Regions from separate parts of the Hordeum vulgare genome. Here region 1 is linked to region 2. Evidence: chromatin contacts called from public Hi-C data. All regions are on one chromosome and are shown on one strand. Each heading gives the region's core, a stretch centred on a gene start, on an enhancer-like site or on the middle of the called end of the contact. The rest is flanking DNA. Distances are from core to core; before and after follow the strand shown. Region 1 holds the start of LOC123409845 (cytochrome P450 89A2-like). Region 2 has its middle 44 kb from the start of LOC123413286.

What was found. Hi-C and Micro-C count contacts between places; a contact is called where the count stands out from the background.
Region 1: a contact with region 2 is called in a Hi-C map of leaf, with 5 times the contacts expected there. The contact joins the promoter of LOC123409845 here to the enhancer-like site in region 2. A contact is called at or near these places in 2 of 6 Hi-C or Micro-C datasets (leaf and seedling).

What each region holds. Positions count from the first base shown.
Region 1 is chr7H:469,463,951-469,469,025 of MorexV3_pseudomolecules_assembly, forward strand. LOC123409845 (cytochrome P450 89A2-like) reads left to right here and starts at 1,667. Exons shown (of 2, transcript XM_045102716.1): 1 at 1,667-2,784; 2 at 2,962-3,624. The coding sequence starts at 1,828. The coding sequence ends at 3,528.
Region 2 is chr7H:469,344,406-469,349,661 of MorexV3_pseudomolecules_assembly, forward strand. No RefSeq gene overlaps it. Among protein-coding and RNA genes, the nearest start is that of LOC123413286, 44 kb to the left of the region's middle. Within about 2 kb of position 2,231, at least 2 of the 3 cell types and tissues checked have open chromatin away from gene starts, as enhancers often do. A contact at or near this core is called in leaf, where this site is marked.

The sequences.
Region 1 (5,075 bases), core at 417-2,916, 120 kb after region 2:
AATCCAAGATATCCCCAACAGCACACGGTGGTTGTCATTTGCCATGGGATATGCAATTTAAAATCCACCACGCGTATCATCTTATCTTATTTAATGTGGCTAGTATATTGTGGAAGGTACTGTACCTCAAGCATTGAGAGGAAACTTATGGACCAAACGTTGTCCAACAGTACCTTAGCGATTCGCCGAAGGACAAAAACAAAAGAAACTTGCCGTTTACAGCAACTTCAACGCAACATAGCGATCCAAGTCGTTTGCACGCGTTCGTTTGATTCGGTACTGACAAAAGTATAACCCCAACGTGTTAATCCAAACTAAAAAGGCGTCCCTTTTGTGTCTGTATGGATCCATCTTTAACGCAAATTTTGATCACATTTGGATCACGGACGGACACATAACGGTTATTTTCTGTGTCTGCGTCGTCCGTCTGTGTCCGGTCTAACCCACTTATCATTCACCTATCCATTCATCTCTCTTTACTTATTTAATTCGTTGTTCCACACTCGTTCACCTCTTTTTTATTATTTTATTGGCATAGTGTTATCGTCCACTTGCTTATCGTTGGGTGTATTAAATGATTCATTTAAAAAAAACAGATATATACAGACGGACGGATGATCTAAACAAAAAAACGGATGATGTCCGCTTAAATCGACGCGTTGAACTTGCACTTACGTCTTGGTCGAACCAATGACATGGCGACAGTGTGGAAAACGAGATGTGTCATTGCTATTTTGTTTACGAAACACAGTTGAAAAAATTGACTATTTGCTACTTTTAATATGGGGCTTCCAAAAACATCACTGTCAAGATTGACTTTGTTAAAATGCCATTTTGTTCGCGTACAGTTTGATTAACATGACATTAAGCTCCTTTTATTGATTTACCTTTTTCCTTTCCCATTTATAGGCATTGAAAAAGACTAAACTGCCCTTACTGTTATCTACACGAGCTTGGCATCTGATCTGCTTGCAAATTTCCATCTTCAGAACACGCTCACGCATCCATCTCCTGCTCCAGCCGGTGCTGCCATTACGCCAATTGAACTGCTGTTCGGCACCGCCCTCGCGTGTCTTGGTTCTCGGAGTGAGCTATGCCTACGCGTGAAGGGGCGGGCGAGCACCGACGGCAAGCTGCGGTGGCTCGGTGCAGGCATCCGCGAGGCTGTGTCGGCACGTGTAGACGTGCACGAGCACCGACGGCAACTTGCGGTGGCTCGTGCTGTCGCGTAGGCATACGCAAAGGCAACGGTGAGCTGCATCGACGCGAGCAGGCGTGGGCGAGTATCGACGACGACATGCGGTTACTCACACGGGCGTGCTCAAGGCGAGCTGCGGTGGCGAGCGTGGGTGTGGGCGAGCAACAACGGCAACATGTGATTGCTCACACGACCGTTGTCAAGCTAAGGCGGCGAGCTGCCGTGGCTCGGACATGCATCAGTGACATGTCTGACAAGGACAAGCTAGCCGGAGCAATCCCCATCCAACCAGCCTACAAAAGCATTAGATAAGGTTGAAAGAGACAAGGGCACTTTGGTCCTTTCAAGTGCCAAAAAAATGGAAATGAAAAAAGAAATAGAAAAAGGGAAAATGACATGTTAATCAACTGCACTTGAACAGAGTGGCGTTTTTACGAAGCCAATCTTAACAGTGACATTTTGCAGAGCCTCATATTTAAAATGGCAAATAGTCAACACAGCTCGTGGTAAACGATGGAGTTGCCGATTCACGCATTAATTTGGCTGTCCGGCAGATGGAGCTGCATCACTATAAAACCTAGTCCAATACCGCTGCCATGCCGATATAATCATCGAGCATTACCGATGCAATGATCCTACTCCTGTGCATCGTCGTCCTTCCGGTCGTGCTCCTCCTCCTCCTACTATCCTCCAAGCAGCACGGGAAATGCTACATCAGCGGCAGTCCGCTCCCTCCCGGGCCACCATGGCCACGGCTCCCACTTCTCGGGAACCTCCTGTACCGCTGCCTCACAATCGCCTCCCTCGCCGTTGCGCTTCGGCGCCTCCACGCGGCCTACGGCCCCGTCGTCACCCTCTGGGCGGGCGGCAGGCCGGCCATCTTCATCTCCGGCCGTGACGCCGCGCACCGCACCCTCGCCCGCGCGGGGGCCACCTTCGCGCACCGTCCGCCGTCGTGGTCCTTCGGGTTTAACGGCCACAGCGTCAACAGCGCCCAGTACGGTGGCCGCTGGCGCCTTCTCCGTCGCAACCTCAGCTGGCACCTTGCAGGGGCGCCTCTCGCCGTCCCACTGCAAGCTTCTCTCGGTAAGCTTGCTTCGAGCCTCGAGCGTGCGGCGGCGGCGGCGGCGGCGGCGGAGAACCACGTTATTGTGCCATCCGAAATGCTCCGACACGCCGTGTTCTGCTTCTTCGCCTCGCTTTGCTTCGGCGAGGGGGTGGCGGAGGACGTGCTCACGCAGCTACGAGGAGTCCACGCCGAGATACTGTCCCTCGTCGTTGAGCTCGGCGCGTTCCAGCTCATGCCCGCGCTCCTCGAGGTCGCGTGCTACTTCCCTAGGTTCCGGAAGCTATCCAACGCCCAGAAGAGGCACCGTGCTACTGTCATGGCTCTCATCAGTGCTCGCCGACAACGAGACGGCGATGGTGTCGGCGCAGAGCGCCGCCGGTGCTACGTCGACACGCTCCTGGAGCTAAGGCTCCAAGACGAGGAGATGGTGAGCCTGTGCTGGGAGTTCATGAACGGTGCCGCCAAGACGACTTCCACGGCGCTCGAGTGGATCATGGCACGTCTTGTGCTCCACCAGGTATGCGTACAGATAACGTCGTGTCAGCTCGTGAGGACCATGTACTCCTACAGTACGTGCACACACAGTGACACAGATGAAATTTCACTGTCATCGCTCATATAATTGACAGGACATTGCAACTTTTCCTAGACATAACTCATAAAATTTGATATGACATGCAACTTCTCTTCTCAGGATATACAACGGAGGTTACGGAAAGACGTCGCCAGGAGAGGGGAACTCGACGAGAAGTGTAGGGCGGATGGCGAGCGGCGGAGTCCGTTCGTTGAGGCCGTGGTGCTCGAAGCGCTGCGTCGCCACCCCCCGGCGCACTACCTGCTGGCGCACACGACGGACAAGGACGTCTACCTCGACGGCTACGTGATACCAAAGGGCTCTGTCGTCAACTACGGCGTGGCTGATATCGGGCGCGACGCGGCGTCGTGGACGAACCCCGACGAGTTCTTGCCTGAACGGTTCTTGGAGGGTGGAGAAGGATACGGCTTTTCTGTTACCGCCGGCAGAGGGAGCGGCGAGGAGTCGATGAAGATGATGCCTTTCGGGAGCGGGCCGAGGGCGTGCCCTGGCGCCAGTGTCGCTGTGACCGTGCTGAAATCCTTCGTCGAAAATCTGGTCACGTGGTTCGAGTGGACACCGGTTGGAGCGGTGGACATGGAAGACAAACCAGGGATTGTCACCGAGATGAGGACGCCGTTACGCACTTGTTTGATGGTGAGACAGCACGTACACCTGAATATATAAAATGATAGCGTAGCAGGGCATCGATCAACGTCTTGTTAACAGCATCTTCAAAAACCGCGCTTCGGCCCGTGTAAAAAACCTGTTTGCCACGCGTTCTTCGGCTGGTTTAGCGCGGCCGCGAGCGCTGGCTCCAACAACCGCGCTATAATGCAGCGCGCGCCGCTCCAGCCGCACCTAAAAATACAGCGTGCGCAGCACGCACAAACCACATATATATTTCAAAAAATAAAAGCAAAAATGATCAAACAAACAAAATAAATCAATAATAAATAGTCATTACAACTCAAACAAATAGTTTATCGTTCAGTACAACAAATAATGCAATAAACACAACCAATAGTTCATGAACAATACAATGTCGAATGCAGAAATCATGCTCTTTCTCGTCCATGCCATGTCCACCACTCTTCAATCAGATCCTTCTGAAGTTTATTGTGCGTTGCGGGACGCCGAATGACATGATAGGAGGCAACAAAACGGGCTACCCTTTCAGCCCTTCGTCGCACTCGCACGGGATGTCCCGAGAGCTCATACTGTGAGTAGTCTAAATCTTGGCCACGCTCATTCTCGATGATCTTGTTGTGCATGATCACACAAGCGTGCATGATGTACCAAAGCATTTTTTGATCCCAAAATCTAGCCGGTTCTCTCACAATAGCAAATTGGGCTTGCAAAATCTCAAATGCTCTCTCCACATCTTTTCTAGCCGCCGCCTGAGCATTGTGGAAATCAAGATTTTTCTTACCTTCCGGCTTTTTCAACGGCTTCACGAAGGTTTGCCACTTTGGATAGATGTCATCCGCTAGATAATAGCCATAATTGTACGTACGGACATTTTCTACAAACTGCACCGGTGGCAACTCACCATCTGCAATCTTATTTATCAGTGGTGACCGATTAACAACATTGATGTCATTCAAAGATCGAGGCATTCCAAAGAATGCATGCCAAATCCAAGTCTCCTGATCGGCACCGCTTCAAGGATTATAGTGGAACCCTTTTTTTGGCCGTCGAATTGCCCATGCCATGCCTTTGGACAATTCTTCCAACTCTAATGCATGCAATCTATTGAGCCAAGCATGCCAGGAAAGCCGCGAGCCTTGTTCATCGCCAATAGCCTTGCGATGTCTTCAGCAGTGGGAGATCTCAAATACTCCTCGCCGAACACTTGCACAATTCCCACTGCAAAGCGCTTGACGCACATGATGGCTTGGCTCTCACCCATAGCCAAGTGATCATCAACTAGATCAGCCGACATACCGTATGCCAACATACGTAAAGCGGCTGTCACCTTCAGAAAGGTGCTATGCCCGAGCTCTCCGACGGCATTCCTCCTTTGCTGGAAAAACCGGTCATGGCCCGCTAGTTTCTCTGTAATGCGCCTGAACAAGTCGGTGCTCATCCAAAACAAGCGACGAAAATACGACTCCGGGTATGTTGGATTCTCCACGAAATAGTTCTTCATCAATCTGTTATGGGCATCAATCCTATCACTCCAAATTTTCTCCCGACCCATAACCGAACCACCGTGCTTCGGTTTTTTTATT
Region 2 (5,256 bases), core at 981-3,480:
GTCCATCCCCAATGCCCACGCAGCTGCTGCCTGTTGGCATCAGGCACAGCAGGAGCACCAGCCGGTGCAGCTGCAACCGGTGGTCTACCCCCGTGTGTGCTGTCTGCTGAGGCCATAGTCGCCATCTTAGTCACCTGCAAAGGAGCGCGAGTCCCCTGTCCCGACGGCCGCGCCGGAGGCTGCGCGGGAAACGGTTGGTGGGGATTGCCCCGCCCCGCCATGGGCCGCGATGCAGTTTTGATGGGAGGCACTCGAGCAGCTCGTCCAGCTTTCAGCCTGGGGAAACCTTGCGAAGGTCGCCGAGGAACCCTAGGCAGAAGCGGCGGCAGAACCTCGTGAGCGAGATCGAAAACGCCAGGGAGATGATCGTCGGGTGTATGGGCTATAGACGAGAACCCTGGTACTCCATCGGTAAAGCCAATAAGAAAGACGCCGGAATTATGGGTTGCATCCTGTGCCATATACCCAGTTGTATCACCTCCCGATCCGGTCAAAACCAACTTAGGCCCGCAGGCAACTCCCAAGGAATTCAAAAATTCCCTCTTGGAATCACGGACTGACGAAACTGACGAAATCATCGGCGACGGCTGCGCCATTTGAACTCTGAATTTCTTCTTCTTCTTGACTGTTTTCCAGGAATTGAGATAAAAAAAGTCTGAAAGGAAACAGGGTTGTCGGTTTACCTTCGGGATCGGGCCTATCCAGGGTTTAATCCCATTAGAAGATTCCTTGTTGATCTTCCCCCTCGAAAGATCTGACGCAATAGAAGCCGACATCTTCTTCTTCACCAACTGAAAATCACCAGCTGACCTGGTTGCAATGGCGATATCCGGCCACCTCGAGGCGGAGTTGAGACTACAGTCTCATCTTCATCTACTGCATCATAATCACCCAAAACCCAAAACCGTCCTCCGAAACACACTGAGTGTGAGGTGAGATCACATACCGCAGCCTGTTCGTCGACGCTCTGTCTCGGTTTCCAGAGGCGACGTACGCGCACCCGGAAACCATCGATCTCCAGCTCGTCCCCATCCTTGGGATCAACCCGATCATGTAAATACGTTCTCGCTAGGATGTCGTGTTCCTCGTCTCTCACCGTGATCCAGCGCGACTTCCTGTGGAGGTAGATGAAACCCCGACGATCGCTCCTAGAGCGCAGATGAGTGTCGACGTGGGAGATCTCCCAGTGCAGATGGGGATCATCCACAGCGGAAGAGAAATCTGCCCCGCCTCGAGCACGGCCCGCCGATCCAGCGATCACCCCGATCGCCTGGTCGTTCGCCTCTTGCGCCTCAGGCGGGAGCGAAGGCGGAAGTGGCAGCTAATGTGCGCAATCTTCCCCTGTTCAACGACAAATTCTCAACATATGAAACTAGGAGTTGGTCGCCCACATTCAGCAGGTGCTCAGCGCATCTATTTTTGTATGTATCCACTGGTTTGCACACAAAAAGTTTGTAATCACGTAGCAGGATCCCTTGAGAGAGAAACATCAGCAGCCGCCGCCTAGTGTTCCTCCCACGGGAGCTTCTAGTCAGCGCTGCAAGCGCCAGTTAACGCATCTGCAGCGTCGCAGGCATGGACAGACCCATTAGCACGCTCATAACCTGGTTAGTTCTTTTTTTGTTGATCGAGTAGAAAAAAAACGTCTAGAATATTTTTCATATGGAAATGAAATTTTGTATAAAATCAAAAAAGCTTTACAAATTTTAAAAAGGTTCATCCATTCGAAAAAAGTTCATATCTTTAAAAAAGGTTTATCAATATTAAAAAAAGTTCATCAATTTGAAAAAAGTTCATTCAAATTGAAAAAAGTTCATCCAATTTGAATAAAGTCATCAAATTTGTAATAAATTGATTCAACTAGAAAAAAGATCATAGAAATTCAAAAAAGAAATCATGTTTTTTAAAAAAGTTCATTTAACTGAAAAAGCTCATAAATCTTCAAAAAATTTCATCAATTTTGTAAAAAATAATCCATTTTCAAATATATGTTCATAACTTTTCAAAAAAGTTCATCAGTATTAAAAAAATCATAAAATTTAATATTTTTAAAAAGGTTCATCGATTTTAAAAACATTCGTTAAAATTTAGAAAAACGTCATAGAATTTTCAAGAAAAAGTTCGTCATCCGGCATCGATATGAGCCGGCCCATTTCAAGAGGTTGCATGCCCTAGTTAACAAAATGCACATTAAGTGGCGCCTGCCGTGCTAAATAGGACATGCCGCCTCCAATGCCGCCAGATGAGCGGGCCCATTTCAAGAGGTTGCATGCGCTAGTTAACAAAATGCACATTAAGTGGTGCCTGCCGTGCTAAATAGGAAATGCCGCCTCCAATGCCGCCATACTGATTCTCCTGGACAACAACTAGTTAGCGAGCACTCCTTTGGGAGTCTCCGAGTGATCACTCTCGCGCACCGCCACTTAGCACGTTCTCAGCCGTCGCCACGTGTCGCACTCCAAACGTTCCCTTCGTATTTTATTTTTTTTATTTTTTCGCATATGTTTTCGGCCTTTTAGAGTGGTTTTTTCTCTGATTTTTCTAGTGTTCCGGTTTCTCATCGGTCTTTCGTAACTTTTGGACGGGAAAAAATTATTTCTTTTTATGGAAAAACCGTGTTTTCTGTTTTTTACGGAAAAAACACTTTTTTAGAGACATGGTTTTGCTTCCGCGAGAGGCGATTTTGCCTTCGCGAGAGGCAGGGCCGTCCCTCTCGGAAAGAAAAAAAATGCGTTTTTTGTTTTTTTTAAGAGGCACGGTTTTGCTTCCGCGAGAGGCACGGTTTTGCCATCGCGAGAGGCACGGCCGTGGCTCTCGGAAAGAGAAAAAACACGTTTTCTGTTTTTTTGCGAGAGGCACGGTTTTGCTTCCGCGAAAGATAAGGTTTTGCATTCGTGAGAGGTACGCCGATGCCTCTCGGAAAGGAGAAAAAACGCGTTTTCTGTCTTTTTTTGCGAGAAGCACGGTTTTGCTTCCGTGAAAGACATGATTTTGCCTTCGCGAGAGGCACGTCCATGCCTCTCCCGAAAGGGAAAAAACGCGTTTTCCATTTTTTTGCCACATGCACGATTTTGCCTTCGCGAGAGACACGGCCGTGCGTCACCTAAAAAGGAAAAAAACTCATTTTCTGCTCCCTTTTTTTTCCTCGAGAGGCACGATTTTGCTTCCGCGAGAGGCATGAACTGTGCCTCTGGGAAAGAAAAAAAAAACGTGTTTTTTGTTTTTTTCTACCGCGTGAGAAACAATTTTTTCGTTCGTTTTTTTGTGAAAAAGTAAAGTTCGTCAAAACCTATCAACATGGGATCTGATTTTGAATCTCGACGAGAGAAAGTGAACAGTAAAAACAGTTCGTGATTTGGCCATGTTTTAAAAATACGGATCTACGAAAAAGAGAAAACTCTTAGGTTGCGACAAATGATACAGATGCAGTGCATCATTTATCGGAACGTGTGGAGCTAGAAGTAATCGTTGGAAGGTATATTCGTTAACTAGTGATTTCATTCCTCCTTTCTTTCGTGTGGCGCCCACAAGAGTAGGGTCCGACTTCTTTGTTGTTTTTCTTATGTCTTATTTTTCTTTGTTTTTCTTCGTTAGCGGCAAGGCGGCGGCGAGGATGATGGCTTGAAATAAGGTTGTAACTGCCGACTAGTGTTGCGGAAATGCGGAACTCTCCATTAGCCAGTGAGAGATTATCAGTGAGGAAGGTAGGTTGCCTAATCTGTAAAAGTTTGTGTCACCCTGGCAGCAAGAATAAGGGCATGTGCTTCTGCTTTTAATAATGGAAAAAAGTGAGCTGGGTGGAGGCTTCAATTTGTACTTGCATACTCCCTTGATCCTTCAAAAGAATAAGAAAGACACAAATACCCGTGGCTCTTTGTCCATAGCAATTTCAACGGGACGATTCATTTTATTCATTGTCGTTTGTTTGGATCCACGCGGATAAGAGTGATGATCCAACATGCGGATCCATTGTTAAAATGCATCCGTTTCGCGTCCGGATCGATCCATTTCCGATCTAAATTTAGGACACAAATGCGTCGGCGCGGACGCGAAATGAACGCGCGCGCGTCCTCTCGATGTCCGTCCCATCCACACCCGCCGGTCGTTCAACTACGTGCGATCAACTTAATTAATGACGACCAACCTCCGCGGGCCCACGCTTCAGCGACCGTGGTCGATCTTTTTTAATGCGAACGTGCGGTGGGGTTCGGCCTCATCTGCTTTCAGAACCCCCCGTCCCCATCTCGTCATGTGTCTGCTCCCTCGTAGGCAACCAAACCCTAGCCAGCATCCATGGTTGGCTCCTCCCAAGAGAAGGGCAAGTCCTCCCTCTACCCCCACGCGATCTTTTCGCCGGCGTCTTCCCGCCAACCTCGTCAACGTATCAGCGTCCCGGTGCACCAAGCGAGGTGGCACTGGAAGCACTGCATCCCGCTGCCGTATCCGGACGTGACCCTCCCGCACCACTCGCATCTGAATCCGGAGAGGATCCCGGTGTCAACCATGCCGCGGTCGGCCCGGATGCACGCGGACGAAGTGAGTCGCCGGAGCAATGGCTCAATCCTGTGTACGCGGTCGACTCTCCCTACTGAGAGGTCTGGTTCGCGGTCGAGCATGAGGAGCAGCGCCGACGCGGCGTGCGCGATGTGCAGTCAGTCCCTCTGCCACCCCTGCTAGTCGTTCGCGACGAGGACCAAGAGGCGGAGGCCGCCTACCAGGCGGCGCTGGCAGCCGCGCTCCGCGAGAGTAAGGAGGAAGACCGGCGCAAGGCCGAGGAGGAGGATGCGGCATATGAGGCGCATCTCAGGGAGGTCATCGCGTTGTCCGCCATCGGCGACTGCGTCGTGCCTCCACTGTCGAAGAACGAGCTACAACCGGAGGTCTACCAGTGGACCGGATGCCTCCACAAGTGGGCCAGCGTGCCGCCCATCTGGTTGGGCGCGACACCGCGGCACAAGGCCGCCTACCTCCATGGAGGGCGCTGCACCTAGCGAAGGAACGTGACCGTGCTGCGTTGCCACCGCCACCAGCATAGCCCGTGCCGGCGGGATAGACGACGGAGGCGCGGGCAGCGGCGCTCTGGAACATGGCATTCCCGTGGGCTGGTCCTGCGCCGATGCTGGTTCACCTCATCGGCCCCGACGTCGCCGCCGCCTAGGGAAGCCTCGTAGTTTAGATTTTTTTAATGTTTAATTAATGTAACGAGGACGCATGGACTCTCGCCGGCCTTGTGACCGGATTTAATGTTTGTTTTTC